Regions from separate parts of the Mus musculus genome. Here region 2 is linked to region 1. The links are chromatin contacts, called in public promoter capture Hi-C maps. All regions are on one chromosome and are shown on one strand. The core of a region is the stretch at or near the end of the contact, and the rest is flanking DNA. Distances in the headings are between cores, read along the strand shown. Region 1 holds the start of Cep44 (centrosomal protein 44). Region 2 holds the start of Galnt7 (polypeptide N-acetylgalactosaminyltransferase 7).

The links. Promoter capture Hi-C pulls out the DNA fragments that hold promoters and counts their contacts.
Region 2: a contact with region 1 is called in a promoter capture Hi-C map of pre-B cells. The contact joins the promoter of Galnt7 here to the promoter of Cep44 in region 1. A contact is called at or near these places in 12 of 39 promoter capture datasets (the HPC-7 cell line, HPC-7-derived erythroid cells, cranial neural crest and 9 more), 6 of 484 Hi-C or Micro-C datasets (CD4 T cells, CD8 T cells, Th1 cells and 2 more), 8 of 115 datasets of contacts at active chromatin or transcription factors (astrocytes, double positive thymocytes, embryonic limb bud and 5 more) and 2 of 9 other capture datasets (adipose tissue and liver).

The regions. Positions count from the first base shown.
Region 1 is chr8:56,547,540-56,554,366 of GRCm38.p6, reverse strand. Cep44 (centrosomal protein 44) reads left to right here and starts at 3,801. Exons shown (of 11, transcript NM_001009951.1): 1 at 3,801-3,822. It overlaps Fbxo8 (F-box protein 8), which reads right to left and starts at 3,213. Exons shown (of 6, transcript NM_015791.4): 1 at 2,991-3,213.
Region 2 is chr8:57,647,413-57,654,606 of GRCm38.p6, reverse strand. It overlaps Galnt7 (polypeptide N-acetylgalactosaminyltransferase 7), which reads left to right and starts at 1,552. Exons shown (of 12, transcript NM_144731.4): 1 at 1,552-1,754. The coding sequence starts at 1,629. It overlaps AW046200 (expressed sequence AW046200), which reads right to left and starts at 2,854. Exons shown (of 4, transcript NR_040698.1): 1 at 2,620-2,854.

The sequences.
Region 1 (6,827 bases), core at 2,552-5,051:
CCTTAAATTCATTGCTCAAACTTGAACTGTATATCTGTTTTGTGCCAATAAAGTTGGATAACATTTTGCAAATAAATAAGGATTCCAGTACCTGTCAAACATGGGAAGAAGCACGGACAATTTTATACTGAGGCATAGCCGAAATAGTGCCATAACAAACATGAAGCGAGAATCTTTTGCTCCCACTAAGCTTTTAAAGCTAGTCGGCAAAAGCTGTACTGGTGACGTGCAGTCCAGTGTGTAGAATGAAGCTGGTGCTTGTGGTGCAGGACAATCAAGGGGCTTAGAAAGGGAAGAGACTTGCAAATCTGTACTTGCTAAGAACCAATGAGAATCAAAACAGTCTTGACTTTCTTGTGAAGCATGGGTAGTAAAGGTTATTGTTCTTTTTTAAACCTAGGTCTTTATATAATATACAATAAACCAACATATCTTATTGACTAACAGAATGCTGACTAGATAAAAACAAGTAGATCTAAAACAGGTTTATTTACTTTTTAAAAACCTTTAAATACTATAACTTTCAAGGCCATCAAAATTTTATGTATTGCTATTGTTGACACACTTTAATGTAATTCTATCTTGAAAAGCCCAAGATCATACTTGGGGTGTGTACCCTTGTTTTATTAATTCCCTCTCTCTCCCTTATCAATGTCCCTACTAAAACTGTATTAAATTTATTTTTAATAAACCTTGCTTTATAAGTCTCATCCTAAGTTTCGCTGCTGCTGCTGGTTTGCAGCAAGGTAAAATATTCTGGCTTCAGCTGAGTAGAGGTCTCTAAGGAGTACACCTTGGACTGATATACACAACAACATGGAGTATAGCCTATTCTGTAACCCACTACCACTCACACTTGCCATGTAAATCCTTTTTTAAAAAAATCAAAGCACATTTCCAAAGCACACTTTTCCCACCCCTATTTGATCATATGGGTTTAACAGAAATTTTCCACTGATCTGCATTTTATCTATAACCAGCCCTAGCCTTTTCCTAACTGCTTTCCTTCTCAAAAGCTATCTTCCATACATTTATTTTGACCCAATTTCAGCTATGTAAAAGGGTAAAAGATAACCTCAAACACTCTTTTCAGATTCTCTACCCTTCAGGCAATATTAAATAATATTCTTTAGGATAATTAATATAAAATATTTCTAAATTATTTTTCTGGAGGAGCTGATACTAGTATAATTCACATGTTACTTCAAAATCAGGCTTTTTTTTTTCCTTGTCAGAATTAAATTCTTTTGGACATACTTTGGCTAAGATATTCTTATGTAGTGATTACTTTTAACTGCTAAAAGTTATCAGGCACGGAATTTGTTCCAGGTGCCTCTAAAATGGCTTCCATCGATTTTGCCTCCTGTGTTATCTATCCTCTGCCTCTCTAATGTGGGTTGGGTTAAAGACTCTTAACAAACACACTATGATAGCAGTGATAGGATATCACTTCTAAGATTAGATTATAAAATATAGTTATCTTCCCTCAGTTGGATGCTTTCTCCCAGCTTGTCTGTTGTAGGGGAAATCAACAGCCATACTATACTCTAAGGGGGTTTTCTGAAGAAAACCCACTTAGCGGAGAATCTAGGGCAGCTGGCAACTATGTGCATGCACTTGGAAGTGCACCCTTAGTCCATCTCAGTGCAGTCTCTCAATAGTATCACAAGTCCCAAACACAGCCTAACTACGACCTCAAGAAACAAGCTGAACTACTCTGTTGAACGTTGCCCTGATACTTGACTCAAAGAAACCAAGATAGTACATGTTTGTTGTTTTAAGCTGCATTAAATTTGGGGATAATCATAAACCAGCAATATGAAACTAATGACGATACTTAGGTAATTGTTAATTTAGAAAAACTGTATAAGCAAGAAGTTTCTGAATTAACCTGAAAATAATAAATTTATTTATTGTTCATTCTGAGACCTGCTCTACATTGTAAAAACAAAACAAAAACAAAAACAACAACAACAACAACAAAAACCTTTCACAAAGGTAGCCGGAAGCTCTTCTCGTCGGAGTGAAAGTGCCAAAGTCCAAAGAACCAAAGCAAAGAGAAGAGTACTTAGTGACCTGTTGCAAAACCATACTTCCAAGCCTTTGGAAGGCCAAGAAAAAGGATTGCTAGCTAGGGACAGTCGGGGCTACACAGTGAATTCTGAGCCAGCCTGGAGTACACAGGAGACCTTGTCTCAAAATACAAACAAAAACGGAGTGCAAACACTGACATGAACAACAGTTTGTATTCAATTGCAGTATTGAGGGTAATGAAGAGAATATGGCGCGCGCGCGGGGTGGGGGTCTTTACAAATAAATGTCTCATTTATAAATTAAGTAGTCACAATTATTAATTAGTAAATACAGAACGAAAAATAAACCAGAAATATATCGAGTAAGAATTGCAAACTTCTATGGTTTTTGTCTAGACAATGTGTACTGAGTAATACGATGTGGAAAGTGGAGCGTAGCCACAGAAAAACAAAACGAAAAGGAAAGTGTTGAACCAATTTTACAGTCTGTTTGGAGACTGTAGCAACTAGCAATCAGCGGAGGTCTTAAACTGGATATGTTTGAATTCGTATTAAGGGGACGCCGTAAGAAATGAAGCGTGCCTTGGCATCGAACGACGCTGTAACCACCACAAAAGCAATACGTGAAACTGAAGAAAGTAACCTCCACCGTTTGTCATCTTTCAAGAGGGACGACACCACGTCGCTACCGCGAGTCCCAAATCGACCTCTATACCAATGGCCTAGAAACAGAAGAGACTCACACCCGCCTCTCGATTCTGATACACCATTTTAATAAGCCACCGCTGCTGTCACTCAAAATGTCTCACAGTACCCATTGGTCCTAAACTGTTGCTTGCTGGGCCAGGGCTATCAAGTGGCAAGCATCCCTACCCCTCACTTCGGAGGAGAAAAGTGAGAGCGTCCGGGCGGGCGGAAGAAGCAAGGCATTGGAAGCCTCTGTGCCGACGCGAGTACCTGAGCGACCTGGGATCTCCACCGCCGCCGCGACGACTCGGCCTGTGGGCGGGGGCTGTCAGCCGAGAAGAAAATGGCTCAGCCGGGAACTGGTGCCCAAGCCATGGAGAGGCCTGTCCAGAGCGCACGTGTTCGCGCTGGAGAACACGATGGCTGCGAGGGAACCAGAAGCCGCCCCAGACTCCCGCGAAGTCACAGCACCTCTGCCTGCAGAAGCCCGAGTGGCGGACCTTGCAAGGTTTTGACGTTTCCTATTGTTGCCGGAAGTGACGTCGAGGAGCGGCTCCTTAAAGGAAAAAGATTTCCGTTTTCCTCATTCAGATTCGCCAAAAAGTCTTTACTTTTCCGCTTCTCATTCTGAACTGCTTTGGCCATCAAAATTATGCTAATTTGAAATGTGACATTCAATAAAAGACATGTAATTGATAAGACTTTAACGACAGTAGAGTATCCTGAAGAAGCTGCGCGAACGGAGTGTGGAATCTGCATCTAGGAATGCCAGCATTTGGGGCAGCCTCTGGCTCGGAATGTTTAGCCGCTGTTCGAACTCTCGGCTCGAACTCTGAGTTCTAAAAACAAACCGTCGGCACGAGGGGCGACCCGAGGCGCGGGCGTAAGGCTCTGGGGCTGCAGACCCGGTTCCCGCCACGTTCTCGGGTTTCTAGTGCTCCCTTCTTCTTTCTGTGTTGGTACGGTAGCCTTGGGAACCTTTCAGTTTGCTTAGGGGCTGCTGGCTGAGCCAGAGCTCGTGGACCTGCTGTGCTCTGGCTTGGACGAAGGTGGCCCTTCTGCTGTCCTCACCGAGGTTCCTGGGTTGTAGGCGAATGATCAGGTCTACCTTTTCATCCCTTTAAATTTAGAGGCAGAAAGGGAATTCGAGATGGGACTTGCTTGTGTACCAGCTGGTATGGTTTTGGAAGGCATCAAGTAGAATGAATCGGAGTCTGCCCTCTTTGAATTGTTTTGTAGATGCCTTTAAGTTTCTTTCCGTCAAAAATACATCTAGCTTCAAAAGACTGTCCGGAATAGAAAAAGTACTCCTTCCTTCGTGTTCTCTTTGTTTTCATCTTCATGGTGTCTCCCCCCCCCCAAAAAAAAAAAAAAAAAAGAATTCTCCATCTACTTTGAGGCCTATGATTGCTCTGTATGAAAAGAAAACTAATTTTAACATATGTATTCTAGACTTACTGCTACACTAGACTGTTTTACAGAATTATTTGCAAGCATTTTAACAATGTTTTATGCGTGAACACAGCGGTTCCCTCATCGGATCTTACAACAGCATTTTCCTAGTATCTATTACGGAGAGATTTTGTAAGTTTAGTTTCTACAGATTTGTATCCCTTTATCTTAAAGTTTGTCTTTTAGATATGTCAAGCGGAATTTCAAAATCCTAGCTATCCACTGTGATTATTAAAGGCTAGTTACTTTATCCTGGGCAAAATGATTTTGGAGTCCTGTGACATGTTTTTAAAGACCTGTAGCAGCTACGAAATTGAGCTGGGTTTGAAACAAAGTATCTTAAACTGCAAAGCTGGGGGACTAGCTCAGTGGTAGAGCCATTGGGTATGCCAAGATCCTGAGATCGGTTCCGTTCCCCACCAAAGCCATCTTGTGCGGTGCTCACAATGTCTTCCAGCAATTCGGTTGGTGGATTTGATTTGTTCCTAACTCTTCAGAAAGCTAGGTAGACCAGTGAGACCTTAATGATTGAATCTGTATATGGTCTTCATTTAATATCCTGTGATAAGTAATATAAAGTGAAAATGCTAATTTTTAAGTAACAGTTTAATTTTATCTCAGATTAATTATGGTCAAGTGTAAAGTATGTTTCAGTACTTGATTAGCTTCAATTCATAGTAATAATTTTAGTATTTACTAATTAAAAAACACTAGGAAAGCCTTTCTTGAAAACATACTTCTATGATCTTGTTTTTTTAAAAATACCTTTATGTTTTTCTCTTCTGTCATATCTTTTCCCTCCACCTACAGATACAAGCTGTACTTGAATCTTACTCTTCTTTAAAATGTTTATTGTGCTGGTAATGAAGAGGATGTGTTCCTGGGGCATACTTTAGTGTCCGAAATTTCATTACCAGAAGTAGAAATAATGTAAAGATAAATGCCTTCTATGATACCAGCAAAAGAAAAGGTAGCACCGAGTATTGGATAAAATTGCATGTCCTGGGAAGATAGGATATGTACAAAACTAACAATTGTGTTGTCAGATGGGTCTGGAAACTAAAACAAGATCAGACCTGCAATCTTAAATCCCAGGCACAGTGTTTGTAGTTACAGCAGAGGCTAGAGTAGTTCCCCTGTCACCTTTCTTAGGCAATAAAGGTTGGTCTGGGAAGTCTGTCTTAACATATCTGTATGTCTTTCTAGCCCCGGCATCTGGAAAGATGGGAAATAAGCCTTACTGTTTTGACCAGTATGTTGTATAATTTAATTTTAGGATTTCTTTCCCCGTCCCCCCCCTAAAATCCTCATTGTCTAAATATCTTACTATTTAGTAGGTAATTTGGTGTTTCAAACATGCTGACCATAGCATCAGTGCAAGGATACTTAAAGTACATTCAGCAGCTCGCTCCGCAGGAGCAGACTGCGAATGGGGTGCTATGCCACGGACATGGAATAGGTGCCCAAGTCTAGAGAAATGGCCACAGAAGTGATGGTGGCCCAGGCTTAGAATTCTGCACATTGCCAGCTTTATATACTTCTCCTGACCTATACAGACGCAGAGGTGTCTGGGCAGGGGTGATTATATGTCAATCGTTGCTGAAATACAGCCCATGAACAAAAACCCCTAAGTATAGTTCATCTAATTCTTGAATTGTTCTTTTTTTCTTTTTCTCTTTCTTTCTTTCTTTCTTTCTTTCTTTCTTTCTTTCTTTCTTTCTCAGTGATTTCATTTTAAAGGAGCTTCAGTTTCAGAGAATCTCTTTTCTCCAGGAACTCTTGTCATTTTCTTGAGCAAGATATTAGTGAACTATGAGTTTGGTTTGGTTTTTAATATAAGCATCTCTAATTGGCAACTACATGAAATCCAAACCCTGGGGATAATAACTTAAATCTGTGCTAAATTTATCTTCATTTTTTGGTTTATACTATGTAGGTTTTATAAGCATTCAGGGTAATTAATGATAGCGGCCATTTCAACTTGATATTTTTTTCCAAATGGTACCAGCTATGATTTGAAGGTTAAGTGTCCTCCATAGGCTCATATGTTTGATAACTTGGTTTCCAGCTTGGAGTGCTAATTTGACAGGTTGTGCAATCTTAGGGAGGTGGGACTTAGCTAGAGGAAGTTGCTTGGGGAGTGAAAATGCCTTAAGATGGTAGGTAGCCTGATACCAGTTCTCGGCTGTCCTTCCTCTGGTCTGGGGTAATGTAGGCTAGCAGCTACTGTGCATTCCTGCCACCTTGTGCTGCTTGTCACCATGTCATGATGGCTTCTACACTGTGAGGATCCATAGCCCCTCAGGCATTGAGCCAATAAGTCTCCTTTTCACTGAGTAAAGATTATAGTCCATTATCATTCAAGGTAAAACATTTGGGAGAGTGCTAGATGAAGTACATTGGAAGAACATAAATACAAGACATACTTATGTGTTTTGAAAGGAAAAAGTAGAGGATGAGGTTGAAGCCAAGTTTGCACTTAGGGTTGAGAGTTGGCACAAGGCAGTAAGCCCTTAACCTGCCACAGAAGTGCTAAGTTCTGAGGAGTGGAAGTAGGTGGTGTGACCTGCTGGGGAGACATACAGAGTAGATGAAGGAGATGTGTGCACAGTAGAGCAGAGCAGCTTCCCAAAGTTCACTGTTCACCAGACTTCA
Region 2 (7,194 bases), core at 303-2,802, 1.1 Mb before region 1:
TTTTCCTGACCCAATCATTTAACATAGCTTCTCATTTTCTAAAGAGTTCTCTACAAAGGCTAACTGCCAACAAGTGTGGCGAAAATCGTATATTTTAAGGTATACTTTCAGTTTCACTTAAACAATGTTAAGAACTCAGAGGAACACCGGCTTTTACAACCGAATACCTGGTTATCATTTTCTAACTTTTTGGCCTTGCATATTTCAAGTTGTGGTGGCAAGGTCATCTTAGACTACTAACAGCAGTTGGGTGAGCTCCCATCACTTCAGCGATGAGGGCTACTTCCCAGCTATGCTCATAATCACAGTCAGTTTTCCATCTTCTCAATAGTGGACAACCATATCTGAATAACAATGCATATACTGTTGATCACTAGGGGAGACTTAACCAAGTTTCACTTGTTTCGAAAGCAAAATACATGCAGATAAGGCAATATTAGGATTAAAAAGGTCAATTTACGCCATCCTTAAACCTGCTACCGAAAAGCATTTGTTCAACAAATTGAGTAGTTTAGGGGTATGGCACACACTGCAGACTGTGATTTAAAGTGATTGACATCTTTGGCACAATGTACAAGGGAGAGGCGTGTAGCTAAACATTTGCCAATATCCTTTCCTGGAAAAGTCAGTTGTGAGAGAAGCAACGATGCATGTACGGAACGTTTTAAAAGCCCGAAATCCACTTTCCCCAGAGTAGGAACTTGCAAGTCCATTAACAGGGACCGTAGTGAGAATTAGCTAGTCGACTTGGCTTTCTAATTAGCCCAAGAGAGAAGGCAATACTGCCTTTCCAAGTGAGTCCTCTTTTAGTTCTGTGGTGTTTGCACATCTCACCTGGGCCTTTCGATTACAAATCCACCTCCTTAAGGAGCCCTGTGAAAAAACAAGATTAAAAAAAAAAAAAACAGCTATAAATCAGCCACGTGGAGTTACTGCTGCAGCAGCGGTGGCTGACTTCCTGGTTTCCTTCCTGCAAGCCTCTGGCTGGGGAGATTGAGCAGTGGGCGTCGGGAAGGGCAGGGCAGCCTAGGGCGTCTGCAGGTCCACCTGAGGGGCACCGGGCGGCAGCATCCTGGCAGGGCACGGGCGTCAAGGACAGAGTTTTGGTCCCTAATTACAATAAAAGTTTGGGGATCTGCAAGCTTTAGGAAGCGGAGCCTTAGGGCAAAGGCTAAGACCAGACCTGGGGGAAAGTGTTAAGTTAGTTCCAAGGTTACTAGGGACTCGCGGGTGGTGGGGGGTGGGTTCTCGCGGTCGCGGGTGGAGGAAGGGGGTACTGCGGAGCTAGAGCGGGCAGGTAGAGAGAAGGGAAGCCTGGAAAGCTACACACGCCGGCCGGTCGGAGCTCTGCGGAGGCCGGCGGAGGGGAGGGGGTGCGGCAGAGCAGTGCAGAGGCAGGCGCGGGGAGGGGGCGGAGGGGCGAGCCAGGGGAAGGTAAAGCCGAGGGGAGTTCCGGATCTGGTGCTGGAGAGGGCAGGCGGTGGGGAGGGCGGCGGGCGTAGTGATCCGGGGGGGGGGGGGGGGGGAAGGAGGAGGAGGAGGAGGAGGGCCGGGGGAGGGGGAAGGAGGGAGGGGAGAGCGGTGGCGGCGGCTGCGCCGGGCTGTGTGTCTCTCGCCGCCGGAGGAAGATGAGGCTGAAGATCGGGTTCATCTTACGCAGTTTGCTGGTGGTGGGAAGCTTCCTGGGGCTCGTGGTCCTCTGGTCTTCCCTGTCCTCGCGGCCCGACGACCAGAGCCCACTGAGCAGGATGAGGGTGAGTGACCCGCCTGGCCCCCTCCGGCAGAGGCGACCTGCAACTTGTTTTTTTGCGCGCGCGCGTGAGTGTGTGTGTGTGTGTGTGTGTGTGTGTATGTGGCGGGAGCAAGGGGCGGCGGGGTCGCGGCCGCGTGGGCGCCGCAGCTCCGCAGGTGGCGCTGGCCCGGCGCCGGCCGATCGGGGGCGCCTAGCCCTACGCCGCGGGTACCCCTCGGCCGCCGCCGGCCCGCCCCCTGGCCGCCCCTTCCTCCCGCGCGTCCCCGCCCCGGGTTCAGCGCCGTCACCCGCGCTACTGCTGCTGCTGCCGCTACCGCGGCCGCCGCGGCGGCCGTGGTGGCGGCTATAGGCGGCCGCTCCAACGCCGGGACTGCCGGGGCGGAATCGCAGGACAGAGTCGGCTCCCCGGAGCCGAGGCTGCTCGGCGTCCGACTCGGGGCTACGACCCCCGCGCTGGCGGCAGGCGGGCGCGGGGTTGGTCCGAGCTGCGGCCTGTGGCGCGTGCAGGCCTGAAGGAGGCGAGATGCCGGCGCCGCCGCCGTGGTCCGGTGGAGCAGGCCCCGCGGTCCAGCCTCTCCTGTGGTCCCCGCCCAGTCCGGGTGCTCGCCGCGGGGGCGCCCCTAGCCTGTCCGCCTCGGGCTCCAGCCCACGGCGCCGCCTCTCCGCAACTCCCGTGGCCGGGAGCCGGGTGCAACGTGTAGCTGAGGCCTCGCCCCGCACCCCTTGTCCCTTCGATTCCCGGACAGGGGAGAGACACGTCCCCACCCGGATCGGCGTCCCTGCACCGGGGCGCCTGGGAGCCCCGGTCGCCCGCTGTGCTCCCTCGTCCTGCGGATCCGGAGCGGGCTCCAGTCCCCCGGCCCTACCTGGGCTGCTCCGGCCGAGGACCTAACTTGTGCCGGCTCCTGGCCGCCCCTCGCTGCCTGTTCCATCAGCCTGACGCCGAGAGGCGCGCTCCGCTGGGACGCATCCGTCTGCCGCCCTCGGCGCCGGCGTTAGTCTTGACAGTCCCGGCTTTGAGGGTTTAGTCAGGCTTCTCGGAACTTTAGTTACCGGGATCCGGCCACTGCGCTACGCTCGCCCCGGCAGTTGGCGGCGCGAACTGCTTCGCACCTCCCCAGCTTAACCCCCACCCCCTCAGCTTGGTGAACCGTTACACCCCCTGCTCCCCCGGAGTTCCTCATCCCCGAGCCCTCCAAGCCCCACAACCTCGAGTCCAGGTTAGACTCAGAAGAAGTGGGAGACACTAGGAGTTCTGGACACAGACGCTGAGCAGCCGTGGGAGGAGTCTCTTAAGAAAGTGCCTTCTGCAAAATCAGCGTTGCAGCTACATAATCTACTTTATTAATTTTACTTTTGGAAAGTTAGCGTCAGGAAGTTGAGGGGAAAAGCTTGTGACGACCTTCCAAGAGTAGGGCTCTTCAGTTGATGCTTATGACACACACAACTTAATCTGTAAATTGCTGCATTTGGGGCTGGCCTTACTGAAGTGGAGTCTCACCAAAGTCTAAATTGATGAATTTTTTTTTCCTTTTCACTGTGTTTGGAGTGATTTTTTTTTTGTATATTTTTGCTCTCAAACTGATTTGATGAGATGAATATTGAAATTGATTTTTTCAAGTCATGAACTGCTCTTTTATATAAGAGGCATTATATGATGCTGAAAATCCTAAGCCCCATTTTTCTGAGAAGGAAATTGAAAACCTGCTATAACTAGTTATGTTCAAAATGTCCTGTAGTTCTGATCCTTTTAAAGCCATGATTGGACCCAGCACGGTGGCGCCTGCCAGTAATCCCAGCATTTGGGGAGCTGAAGAAGGTCATATATAAGTTCAAGGACAGCTAGGCCTATAGGAGACTCTAGTCTCAAAAAGTTGGAAAAAGAAGTTGGGGTGCATCATAACTTCTTTCTAGGTAGTTTATTAGTGTTGATATATAATAAACTATAGTGCCCACCTTACTGTCTATAAAGTGAGCATAACTTAATTTTTTTGTACAATTTATTTGATAAGTTTGCCAATGGACCTAGTATAACTTGTCATTTCTGTATTTTGCCCAAGATAGACAAAGATTTTTCAAGATTTACTAGCATTGTATTAAAAAGAATGCTCAGGTATCAGGGGGCATTAATAACTTACGAGCAAATAGTAATCTAAAGCGATTTAGGTGTCAGATGTCATAAGAGTGTTTGTTCATTAAAGACTGCCTCTTCCCTCTGATTAAAAGGAACCTGTGGGTTCTTGAGACCCAGTGCTAGGGGAGAGTTAGGGCCGATTGGGATGCTGAGTCCCAGAGTCCTGGGTTTTTCCTCTACCTTGTGGTACTTTTCCGTTGAGGTTGCAGGTCTTTTATGAGGACCTGCTTCTCTTTCTTGGATGTGGGTTCTATATGTGGCCTCTTTGATCCCTCCAGAAGGAAAGTTCTGCCTCTGCTTCCACCAGATAGGCCCGTGGCTCCGTCCACTCAGGACCGCTTCTGTCTTGAACAGTTGTTATTACAGGAAGTAAAGAGCACTTTGAAGATGTCTTTGCTTTAATTTTGTAGAGCAGTGAGGTGAAGACAAAAATTCCCTCTTCTGAGCCTCTTGGCGTTTGTCAAAGCTGAATGATATTTTAAATATCCTTACCTTTCCAGTCTGTCTGAAGATGACCTTAGACTTCTGATCCTGCGGCCTTTACCTCTTGAGTGCAGGGATTAAAGTGCAGTCGTGTATCACCATGCTAGATGTGTAGAGTGCCAGGGAATCTTTTGCATGGTCAGAAAACATGTTGCCCATGGAGCTATGTCCACAACTCTATTACATGATCATTTCTGTTCATATAGTCAAACATTTGTGAGTGCCTGCTGTATACTAGGTCCAGTGCTCACAATTTAAGGAAACACGTCTTGCTTTAGTTTCACGGGGTTTGCAGCCTGGTGAGAAAAATACATGTTATCAAGCCTTGGCAAATATACAGATACAATTGTGCTATGAAAGGAACACATGAATACACTTGTGTTATGAGGGGAAACCTTACGAGGTGAGAAAAACGGAGAGATTTGAGTATACAAATCTTATTTAAATAACTGACCTTTGAGCTGAAATCTAAAGGTTTGAACTGCACGTGGGGCAGGGCAGTCCTGAAAGGAGCAGAAGCAGCGGGTACAAAGGTCCTGAGACCTGAAGTAGCAAGGATACGGTGAGAAACTGGAAGGTCAATGTATGGAAACACGGAGAGTGTGTTGGTTAGGGTTTTACTGCTGTGAACAGACAGCGTGACCAAGGCAACTTTTATAAGGACATTTAAGTGGGATTGGCTTACAGGTTTAGAGGTTCAGGCCACTATCATCAAGGCAGAAACATGGCAGTGTCTAGGCAGGCACAGTGCAGGAGGAGCTCACAGTTCTACATCTTCATCTGAAGGTCTCTAGAAGACTGGCTTCCAGGCAGCTAGGATGAGGGTCTTAAAGGCTACGCCCACAGTGACACACTTCCCTCCAACAAGGCCACACCTCTGAATAGTGCCACTTCCAGGGCCAAACATGTCCAAACCACCACAGAGAGTTATACTAAATAGAATGATACTACAAACAGGCTAGATCTTGTGGACCACGCTAAGAGTTTACATCTTAAGTGTAGGAAGTCACTGAAGGGTGTAAGCATGAAAGAGATGACCAATATTCATGTTCTAGAAAGATCGCTGTAGCTCCCTGTAAGGAAGTGTGCATGCGTTGGTTTGTAGACCAGATGACAGGAGGCCCACAGTAAAAGTTGGGGTCACACCTGACATTGTTTGGCCAGATGGTTGCTGTGATTATGTAAATTGGTTCAAGTGCAGCCAGAGATGTAAAGGCCCCAAGATTTGGAAGGTGGACGTGGAAGGGGAGATGTCAAGAAGTCTAGATGATAACTGTTACATTAGGACAAGCTAAGAAGACAAGATTGTGCATTCTGTTTGTGGTTTATAAGTAAGCTTTTTTTTTTAATTGATAGTTTAAGATCACCACTTATTAAATAAAACTAGTGTGTTCCAGAATGACACCGTCTTCCCCAGGCATACTCCCTGACTGTTCTCATGCTAAGTCATAAACTTGGAAGAGAGCAAGGTTTGCAGTGGAAATGTTGGCAGGTCTTTAGCTTTAGAGTGTGTGTTCAAATGTGCAGTATTGGGGAGACCTGTGTGCAAACTGATACTTTTCTGTGCAGAATCCAAGGCAGCTAAGTTCATTGCCTTCTCAATAGGACTGATTCAGCCACTGATTCTTTGCAAGAGGTTTTAAGTGGCTAGGCATGATGGGAAGAAGAGAGGGGTCCAGCTTAGTTGGGCATTGGTGCATGGGCTGATCTCTGTCAGGTTGCAGGGTACCAGTCACTTCAGTGCACTGAGGATGGATGGGCTCTTCATCCTGAGCCTTTGCCTCAGGTGCAGATGGCATTTGTGTGAAACCATCACTTAGGTAGAGCAGAAGCCTCCAGTGGCCTTCACCCAGCTACGCGTTCCACAGGCCTCAGAAAGTCTTTGTTTTCTTACTTTCAAGCTTGCACTCTCCACGTCCCACATGGCAATAGAAGCCCCAGGTTATCAAGTTTAAGGCATTTGAGTTCGAAGATTACCAAAAGCATCTGTGTATGTGCGTGCGTGCGTGCATGGGGGGGCCGGGGGGCTTTGTTTAAGCTTCAGAACAGACTGACTACTTCAGAGGCAGAATTCTTGTTCCCTGATCATAACCCCTCTTTCTGTCTCTGTCTCTGTCTCTGTCTCTGTCTCTGTCTCTCTCTCTCCCTCCCTCCCTCCCTCCCACCTTCTCTCTCTCTCTCTCTCTCCCTCCCTCCCTCCCACCTTCTCTCTCTCTCTCTCTCTCTCTCTCTCTGGTACTGAATTTACAGAAATTTACTGATCAATTTCCTTTTGGATGAAATAACCTAAAGTGAGGTGTTGCCTCTTTTATGGTCTCTCTGTAAGCCTCAGCATTTATTTGGTAGAGCCCCCAGATTGCTGTATGTTGTGGTTCTGTGGGAAGGTTCTCTACTGAGTGGCCTTAGTCAGGCTGGGGAGCACCCTGCTTTCAGAAGTTCCTTCCTCCCACTTAGGCTTCACAGAGGCTGCTCATAGGTTGCCAAGTGCAAGTCCACGTTCTCTTATCTTATCTCTTATAAGAAACAAAGCTGTTCTTTAATCCAGTAGCTGTATAAGCAGACAACAGGAGGGCATCTCGAGGAACTGTGGCCTACTTTGATTTCCATTGCTGTGATAGACACCATGCCAAAAAAGCAACTTCGGGAGGAAAGGGTGCATTTTACACTTGAAACACTTGATATTCTCCATCCGGGAGGAAAGTCAAAGCAAGAACTTGGAGGCAGAAACTGAGGTAGAATGTTGGAGAAAGCCTGCGGAGTCGGAGCGATTGTTCTCCAGCTTCCAGTCAGCTGTTTCACGTCTGCCTCCTAGGATCAGGAGCTG